Regions from separate parts of the Zea mays genome. Here regions 1 and 2 are each linked to region 3. A link is a contact called in public Hi-C data. All regions are on one chromosome and are shown on one strand. Each heading gives the region's core, a stretch centred on a gene start, on an enhancer-like site or on the middle of the called end of the contact. The rest is flanking DNA. Distances are from core to core; before and after follow the strand shown. Region 1 holds the start of LOC103649505. Region 2 holds the start of LOC103648311 (Formin-like protein 18). Region 3 holds the start of LOC103648309 (L-type lectin-domain containing receptor kinase SIT2).

Region 1 (3,083 bases), core at 68-2,567, 250 kb after region 3:
AATAATATATGTAAAAATAATAATATGCATGTGGCATCTTTAATGGTGAAGCATGCATTTCCATATTCATGAAATATATGACAGTCAACCACAAAAATCGTTGTAGTGCGGTTAATTTGCATATAAACAATCTTAGAGACAATACAAACAAATCTTATATAATCTATTGTTTCACAACAGGTTGAACAAAACAACTTCTAATTTTTTTTCAAAGTCATTAGATTTTTTATAATAGATAGCTCATAGGAGGTTTTGTTTTTTCGCAGTAGACCGCTGAACCAAGCACACTCTAGGCCAGTCGATCGACGTGCTCTTGAAAGCGAATTTCTTATGTGCACTTAGCTTTGGGCATATTTTCGAATAACACTATGCATCCTAATTTAGTTTGAGATATGTATGAGTGCATATTTTCATCTAACAACATTGTTTGTCTAGTTGTCAAAACTCATCAAAAGACATGTACTCCTCCATTATATTCCACAGCTAGACTAGACACTAGAGAACGTCTAACCATATGTTTTCAGTTGGACATGGATTATTATAGGGAGTGGCTCCTGGATAAAGACCTTCTCTAATAGCGAAAGTGTACGCGGCGTAAAAGAGCAACCCGAAGGTGATAGGAGTAAGCGCTGAAGCTATTGCCAGAGAGGTTCGGCTTGATATGGTAACAAAGACCAAGGACAATACCAACTTAAAGGGTGAAAAAGACCACTTATTCCGTGATAATTTATATTACAATTACGAGTAAATATCAAGGGCATGAATGTAATTTTGTTTGGGCTGTGTCCCGTGCCTATAAATATATGAACAGTAGTACCGTATTGTTCAGGCTGGATTGTAATCACTCCCACGTCATTCTCGCTCTTACACCTTTTGGCAAGCCGAAAGTACAATTATAATACAACTATTGGCAATGTTTATTCATGCTCAATAGAGATGATAATAATGATAAATCATTGGTATATGACAATTATTATCTTTATCCCTCCGTATACTTGTGTATTCTTTCATTTGTCTATTTACATTTATGCTTATATGATAAAAATGATGAAGGTATGACCTTTATAATATTCGTCTGAGGATCATTATATCCAAGGGAAAATAATGCTTCAAATGTGTTTAACCATTAATAATTATATTGCCTTATTCTTAATTTATACTCCCTCTGTTTCTTTTTATTTGTCGCTGAATATTGCAAAATTCAGCGACAAATAAAAAGAAACGGAGGAAGTAACATTTAACAACCTCGATCCCCCACCCACCAGACCACCACGGAACGCCCACCTCCCTTTGCTTGTTCCCGAATCCAGTTCCGCTCCTTGCTTTCCTCTCTACTCTGTGCAGTGCTGGCTTAGAGATGTCAATGGGGACCCGATACCCGCTAACCCGTGGGGAATTCCCCTATTAGGGTACGGGTATGAGACAAAAATTATCTCCATAGGTATGGATATGGGACAGAATCTCCACTCATTGGGTAAACGGGTATGAGTTTGGTAAGCAATAATCCGAACCCGATTACCCATGAATATTTCATACGTATACACATGTCCTATTTATATGAATGAGTTGAGGCCGAGTCGGCCATCAAGCCCAGCAGACTCCATTTCTTATATTGGTCCTGACGTACTGATTTTTTCTGATGGATAGATGAATGGATCATGGTTCATAGATGAGTGCTTGTCGATGTGGTGATATATGAAATCTGGATAGTTTGTGCTAGATGTTAGTACCCGATTATCCCTTAATTGGGGATGGGGACCCATTGGGGACTCGAAACCCGAATAGGGATAGGTATGAGATGAGTTTTGTACCCATGATAGATATGAGTATGAGTACGAGGATGGATCAAATATGATGGGGATGAGTTTGGTATGCTATAACCCGGTGGGGAATTCCCCATTGACATCTCTGCTGGGCTTGGATCTGTCTCCCAGTCCATACGGCGCCTCTGCACCAGCAAGCACAGTAGCGGCGAGGCGGGGCGCCGCCGTCTTCTACTCTACCTGGCCCGGCCGGCCGCCGTGCAGGCGCACCGATCCAATCCTCGGAGCTGGCGGAGTCTCCGGCCGCCCGGCGCCCGATGCTGCCCGCCACCCGAGGCAGCAAGCCACCGCAGAGGTCCGCCGCCAGATCCTGCTCCGCCTCCTTAGTCCTTATCAGGTGGTCCGCTTCTTCTCGCTGCGACGCGTAGCAATTATGCTGCGCCGTAGCTCCTGCAATCCCGATAAAAAACGAAACAGAAACCTAACTTCCACTCAAATTCTCGCTGTCCCTGTACTGCAGAAGTCATGGACCTGTCGTCGGACCCGAAGCGCAAGCCGCGCTGCCTCAGCAAGGTGGTCATGCTCGCGCTCCTCATGAGCTAAGTTGAGTTTATACTTTAGGCAGTTCATGAGCTAAGTTGAGTTTTAGCCTTACAATCAGTTTGCGTCAAACATTTTGTATAACAGTAAGCTAGAGAGTAGCTGCTATAGCAAGCAGCTACAACTACAAACAAGAGGGGCACAAGCAGCATTGCCGCCCATACCAATGAGCACAAAGCATCAACTTCTGCTGGTTACTAACAACTCCAATGTAAAGTTTCCTCCAGTCCGATAAAACAATACCAAGAAAAGTTTCAGTTACCAGTTACTATGTGTTATTTAATTTGCAGCAGCCAGCAACTAGACAAATGGTAGCGGAACTAATAAGCAAAAGAATCACCAAGTGTACATTGGGATTCAAAATGGATAGGACGAATTTCTCATCCAGTGAATCAGACAAACTTGTTAGTTTCTTCGTAATGAGAGAGAACAATCAGACGTTAAATACAGGCCCCAATGCACGGAGCCAACCGGCCCTGCCCACACCACACCACAGGCCGAAACGAGAGGCGGAGAGATGAATCTACCCGGAGAGGCTCAAGATCCGCCCCCAGCCCCACGACCATGACCCACCACCTGCAGAAGGCACCGCTGACAGCCACAGATCCACCGACGGCCAACGCCCCCGACCCAGGCACCAGCTACAAGCACAAGCAAGCCACGCCGCCGTCGCAGCGGGCCGACCGCGTGCGTGGGCGCCAACGCCGCTGGCCAGCCACG
Region 2 (3,140 bases), core at 94-2,593, 140 kb after region 3:
CCCGGGCTGGACCGGCTCACGTGGTCCGTACCCGGGGACGCCACGAACGGCGTCACCATCGACGCCAGCGCCACCGGCGACCCCGACAGGTCGTGCACCGTCACCGACCACCCCTTGCGCTCCTTCCCCGCGCGCTCGCGCTCCGACCCCAGCTTCGCCAGCCAGTTGCGCGCGCCCGGATCAGACTGCACGGACCTAGATGGATGGATGGATGGATAGGATCATATCATATCGATGAAGAAATGGATGCATGCAGTGGGGATTGCTATACTGACTGACCGCGAGCGCAGGTCGCTGCTGCTGCGGCAGGAGAACCTGCACGTGAACATGGGCTGCTTCATGCTGCCCTTCACCTGGAGCACCTGCGGGCTGCACTCGGGCTCGCCGTCGAACTGGAACACGAACCTGGGGTCAGGCTCGGCGCGGACGGTGATGCTGAGCTGCGCGCGCGCGGAGGAGGAGGCCGCCGCCGCCGCCTTGCCGCGGCGGCTGCCGACGGCGACCCAGCCGCTGTGGAATACGACGGGCTTGGCCATGGCAGCCCTGAGGTCGAGCGGGAGGACGACCTTGCCGAGCAGCCTACCCGACGTGGCGCCGCCGCCGCCGCAGGACGCGCTCACGCCCCCGCCGCGGCCGGCGTACACGGCCACCTTGAGGCGCGCGGTGCGGCGGCGGCGCGCGGCGAGGAGCAGCGCCGCGGCCGGCCTGGCGGCGGCCCGGTCCAGGTCGGCCTTGGAGACGTGGAAGGCGGCGGCGAAGGCGGCCGTGCACGACGCCGGGCCGTCCTCCGTGGCCGGCAGCAGCGGCGCGGACGCCGTCTGGTAGGGCATCTTGTTGAGGCGGATGCGGCAGTGGCAGCGCGCCGCGGTCGGGTGCACGCCGGAGCCGGACGCGCGCGGGGTCGCCGGCGACGCCGATGCTGGCATCTTCAGCGCCAGGTTGCCGACCAGCACCCGCACGAACGGGCACGGGTCCATCGCCCGCGGCACGGCACGGCAGGCCTCCTCCTCGGTCCCGTCCGACGCGATGGCGAGGCAATGGCCAGAGAGGGAGAGGAAAGGCTGGCTGGCTGGCTGGTGGTGTGGTGCGTTTTCAGTTTCGCGATGGTGGGGACCAAGGGAAGGAGTGGTGACGAGGGATCATAGGCCACGGCCAGCCTGGATCCCGCACACGTGCCCACTTTCTCCGGTTCTTCTCCCTCATTTCACTTGACGGCGGCGACGGCAGCGAGGGAGTACTCTCTCAGCGACGGAAGCCGCAGTTCGTGGGCTCACGGTGCCGGTGAGCCTGCAGGGGAGGGGAGGTCGTGTCCTACACATACTAAAGCTGGAGTACGTGGCTAGACAAGCAGATCGATGCAACGAGAATCGAACTAACTTGGTAAGAGACAATCTTCCACTGATAAAATCACTAGATTAAAATACATGATTTGAACAGGATACATAATAATGTATTATTACCAAAAACATGAAGCACCACACATCACCGCAAAAAACCACAGATAAATCGTTCCATATGCCACCGCACATCAGATTATTGGCTTGTGAAATTAAAAAAAAAAACCCACTCGTAATCGGTACCGAAACAACCGCAACACTTTAGTCCCTCATATAATCTCTCCGCACCGCACCGGTTTAAGCTATATGAATTTAGCTTCCTTCGCCTTGACTTTGCTGTGGTGGCTCATGTGGCCGCCGAATGCTTGCGCCGAGAAGAACCTCGTGGAGCAGATCTTGCACACGTATTCATGTCGCCCTCCTCCTCTACCATTATTCTCCAGTGCGGTGCGCGGCGGCATTCTCTGCACCACCTGCTGCTGCGCAGGTCGCTCGAAGACCGGGCCGAGGTCGCCTACCTCATCGACGGTATTAAAGTGCGCATGGAGAACCGCGAGGGGGTTACCTTGGAGCAAGAGTGTGATGGGTGGTGGTGGATCCATAGACCTGATCCTCATGGAATCAGATAAGCTGAGGTAGTCGCTTACTGGCGTCGTCACGAAATTTGGCTCTGGAAACAACAGTGTGTTCTGATGGTTGCTGCTTGTTGATGAGCTGCTTGCCGAGAGCATGGAATGAAATGGGCCGGCGGCGGAGATGATTGGGTTCTCGCTAGTAGCGGCCGTAGTATGGTTATAGGCTAATGGCAGCGACGATGTCGGTTCAACCGCTTGGTATGGGTAGACGAAATTTGTAGGTTCTTGTGGTGTGTGGACAGTAGTACTACTAGGTTGGTTGTGCAGTGTTGAACCTACGAAGGGCGGCATTGCTACAGTGCCTCTCAGCGCTTCATGCAACGGAGAAACAAAGGGCTCGTTGTCTATTGATTCGATATCCTTGTAGGGATCCATGGCTCTCTTTGGGTTCTTAGTGTCAAACGGGAGGGTAGTAGTAGACCTACGCTAGTAGGATATAGTTCGATGGATCAGTACACTACATAACTATTTATTTATATAGAGGTTGTGGGAATACTGATGCTCAGTGTTTTATTATTATTAGTCGATATCTATCTCATATATATTATGGCCACTGTGAGATATGCAAAATTAATATGGTCCATTTATTTACTCAATCTTTAGAGATTCTATTTTGGCAAATGAGGACATTTCTCCTGAGTATTATATTGAAGTTGTGTTGGAACCATATCACAATGTGCAATCTTTTTATTAATTAATTCACATTATCTGGAAGATCGATCTTTCTCTAATTTTTTTTCAATTCTTTTATAGAATTCTAAACTAGAAGATACGAGTTCTAAAAAGGAAAATCTCCCACCTACCGCGCGTTGTTGGTTCCTAGGTTGTCCATGTAGCTAGCATAATAACACGTAACGTTTTTTGGCGTTTCACATGTTACGACTAATGGAGTCATTAGATTGCACCGATAAAAGGCGATCAACCAAGATTTACTAATACACACAAATTCAATCAATAGCATGCGTACATTGTATAATGACATTTGTTCGACATGTAAAGCATAACCTTATGATTTTAGTCTTTCCATACACATAAAAACCTAATGAAATGGTGTCCTCGCTTTTGAATATCGCTCATGTTACAAACATATATGGACATAAGGGGAAATAGGCCTAGGAAGTAAAACTATAAGGTTGGCATGTTCATCCAACTAGCCCTATTGATCCTA
Region 3 (3,305 bases), core at 133-2,632:
CGCGGCGGAGAAGCCGACGTACGACGCTTGGGCAGCGAGCACGGCGGAGAGGTCGGTGACGTTGGAGAGCAGCGGCCGCGATGGCTTCACCCCTCTCGTGGCGATGGGAGCCAGCGTCACGTTGAGCTGCTTGGCCTCCCCGTCGTAGTCTATCCAGACCTGCATGGCGTCGCCGCTGCTGAGCGTCAAGTTCTTCCACGCACCTCCTCCTCCTCCTTCCGTGTCGTCGTCGTAGAAGGCAGCGGCGCGAGAGTGGACGGAGGAGAGGGTGTTGACGTCGACGCCGACGTGGTTGTTGTCGATGTCCTGGAACTCCACGTTCATCACCGTGTCGAGCTCCACGGCGAGCACGTGGTTGCTGGCGGCGGCGCCGGGGCCGTCGCTCGTGCTGTTGAGCAAGCCCAGGTACTGCGCGGACGACGCGCCCGAGAGGTCCTTCCCCGGGGAGACGACGAAGGCCATGCCGTCGCTGCTCCAGTAGGTGGAGGCGGAGATGATGGCGAAGACGAAGGTGGCGGAGAAGGACCGCACCGCCGCCGTGCCATTATTGGGCGAGGAGGAGGAGGAGGAGTCCCTGAACTGGACTGGAGTCGGGTGGAACGCGTGGCCTTTCAGGTTGGCCTGCTCGTCGTTCGTCAGCTTGAGGACGCCTTCCCGGGTGACCGTGGCCGTGCCGTCAAGGACGAGGCTGGCACCGGTCGCGCCGCCGAAGCCAGAGTAGACGAAGGAGTACTCGTTGCCGCCGCCGGCGTCACCGAGCGCCGGAAGGTTGTTGAGGCCGAGGCAGAGGAGGACGAAGAAGGCTACTACGAGGAAGGAGGGCATCGCTGATCCAGGAGCCAGGGTCTGTGGACTACGAGCGAGATCGAGATTGATACTCGGTTCTTTTAATGACTGTGGTGTGGTTTGCTAGTAGTCTGCCTTATTTACTCCGTTCTTCGTTGACGAATTACCTACAACAGCGACTGGCCGGCGGCTACAGCTACAGCAGCGGCAGGCAACTTGTAAGCGACGAGCAGACGACCAAAGACTAGCTAGCTAGCGGTGGACGCCGGCCGGCCGGAGTCGTCAGTGACCGGTCTCGTGCTGCACATGTGCGTGGCGGGCGTCATCTGAGTTTGATCTCCGGAGCATAACGTGGTGGTTACACAGGACAGGACAAGGCTTGTCCTTTTGTTCTTCTGCCCTGCTGCCGTGCTGGTTTTGGATGTTTTCGCCATTGCAATTGCATATCCCTAGAGCTTGACTGGCTCTCCGAGTTCAAGCTCTATTATTCCAAGTTGCCGGTACGAGCTAGAGTTATAAATACTCGCATTGGTAAGGTGGAATAAAAAAGGGTTTATAGAAAGAAAGAAAGAAGTGTGTCGGAAATGACAACGCTTGAATACATCCCGCCAAAATACGATAAATTGTATTGCATGAAATTTTTCGTGTCAGTCAACATATTATAGTTTGGAGGTACTTATAGTGATCTTGTCTTCGTAATTCATGTAAGAATATTTTCTTTGAACTAGTGGCTCCCTTCTCGATTTATTTTTTACCAAAACACGATAAATAAAAAAGAATGGCAATACCACAAATAAAAAAAACGGAAGGAGCACAGTAGCGTGATCTAGGGAGTATTCTTGCCTCGCGGTAGTTTTCACAAGACTAACCTAGACTATAGACGCGTAGCTACACAGAAATTTCATGACCTGTACCGCGAGTTGGTACGTACAATAAAATATACAAAGAAACTCTCTCTCTCGAAGCTCGATCGGACGTGCGTGACTGGTTGCGAGGTCCCTTTTGCGTCGACGTAGATACGCCTTTGTATATTTGGACCTGACAGCGACATGGCCTTCGTCTCTTTCTATCCTCCAGCTCTGCAGTGTAGGAGCCGCTATAGAGCTAGCAGATGTATACGCTAGCTGCCGCGATCTTCTGGAGATCGATGCCGTCGAGATGGCGTGCTTAGTTGCTTAATTGGCTCTCACGTAGTAATAAGGATTATTGAAGGTTGCCCCGTTGACGCCGCCGTCCTGCGTGCTGTCGGTTTCGTTTGGGACGAGCCATCCTGATGAGATTGAAAATGCTTTTTTTTCCATGACGGACTGCTACTTTTTTTTTTATTTTTTGGGTGGTTTATTTAGGTCAACCCACGGGTAAAAAACAACTCCTATGGTGGCATCTAATTTTTACAGACAGTTTTAGTTATCAAATTCCAGTACTATTTTGTCGGCGTTTCGGACCCGGGGGTCCTTAAGCCAACCAGTAAATTTGTCGTTGCGTGCCCCTGCCCAGATGGATTGGCTCGAGACGAAACACAAGGGGAAAACGCGGCTCGTATTATCTCGCACCAGGGGGTGTGCTCGTAGTAGGGGTTACAAGCGTTCGCGCGAGAGAGAAAGTGAGCCTGTTCGTTTGCTCGTCCCTCCGCGCGACCCTCCCGCAGGAAGGCCCTGAACCTCCCTTTTATAGATGCAAGGAGAGGGTCCAGGTGTACAATGGGTGGTGTAGCTATGTGTCGGGGACCATAATTAGGGGTACCCTCAAGACGCCTAATTCTCAGCTGGTAACCCCCATCAGCATAAAGCTGCAAAGGCCTGATGGGTACGATTAAGTCACGAGTGACTCGATCACGCTTCACCCAAGCCTAGCCTCGGCCAAGGGCAGCCGACCTCGAGAGACTTCCGTCTCGCCCGAGGCCCCCCTTTTTACGGCGGACGCATCACCGGCTCGCCCGAGGCCTTGGCTTCGCTCAGAAGCAACCCTGACTAAATCGCCACACCGACTGACCAAATTGCAGGAGCATTTAACGCAGAGGTGGCCTGACACCTTTATCCTGACACGCGCCCCCGGCAGAGCCGAAGTGACCGCCGTCACTCCACCGCTCCTCTGACCAGTCTGACAGAAGGACAGCGCCGCCTGCGCCACTCCGACTGCGGTGCCACTCGACAGAGTGAGTCTGACAGGCAGTCAGGCCTTGCCAAAAGCGCCACGGCGAACTCCGCTCCGCCCGACCCCAGGGCTCGGACTCGGGCTAAGACCCGGAAGACGGCGAACTCCGCTCCGCCCGACCCCAGGGCTCAGACTCGGGCTAAGACCCGGAAGACGGCGAACTCCGCTCCGCCCGACCCCAGGGCTCGGACTCGGGCTAAGACCCGGAAGACGGCGAACTCCGCTCCGCCCGACCCCAGGGCTCGGACTCGGGCTAAGACCCGGAAGACGACGAAACTCCGCCTCGCCCGACCCCAGGGCTCGAACTCCGCCTCGTCCGACCCCAGGGCTCGGACTCCGCCCTGGCCTCGGCCGAACGACTTCCG

Evidence for each region. A called contact is a pair of places that touch in the nucleus more often than the background predicts.
Region 1: a contact with region 3 is called in a Hi-C map of bundle sheath, with 3 times the contacts expected there. The contact joins the promoter of LOC103649505 here to the promoter of LOC103648309 in region 3. A contact is called at or near these places in 2 of 25 Hi-C or Micro-C datasets (bundle sheath and leaf).
Region 2: a Hi-C map of leaf mesophyll shows a contact between it and region 3, with 2.7 times the contacts expected there. The contact joins the promoter of LOC103648311 here to the promoter of LOC103648309 in region 3. A contact is called at or near these places in 10 of 25 Hi-C or Micro-C datasets (bundle sheath, ear, leaf and 4 more) and 1 of 3 datasets of contacts at active chromatin or transcription factors (leaf).

Annotation. Positions count from the first base shown.
Region 1 is chr2:241,390,339-241,393,421 of Zm-B73-REFERENCE-NAM-5.0, reverse strand. LOC103649505 reads left to right here and starts at 1,317. Exons shown (of 5, transcript XR_004856553.1): 1 at 1,317-2,160; 2 at 2,284-2,366. It also overlaps the pseudogene LOC103648313.
Region 2 is chr2:241,504,377-241,507,516 of Zm-B73-REFERENCE-NAM-5.0, reverse strand. It overlaps LOC103648311 (Formin-like protein 18), which reads right to left and starts at 1,343. Exons shown (of 2, transcript XM_008672804.4): 1 at 280-1,343; 2 at 1-195. The coding sequence starts at 977.
Region 3 is chr2:241,644,509-241,647,813 of Zm-B73-REFERENCE-NAM-5.0, reverse strand. It overlaps LOC103648309 (L-type lectin-domain containing receptor kinase SIT2), which reads right to left and starts at 1,382. Exons shown (of 1, transcript XM_008672802.2): 1 at 1-1,382. The coding sequence starts at 825.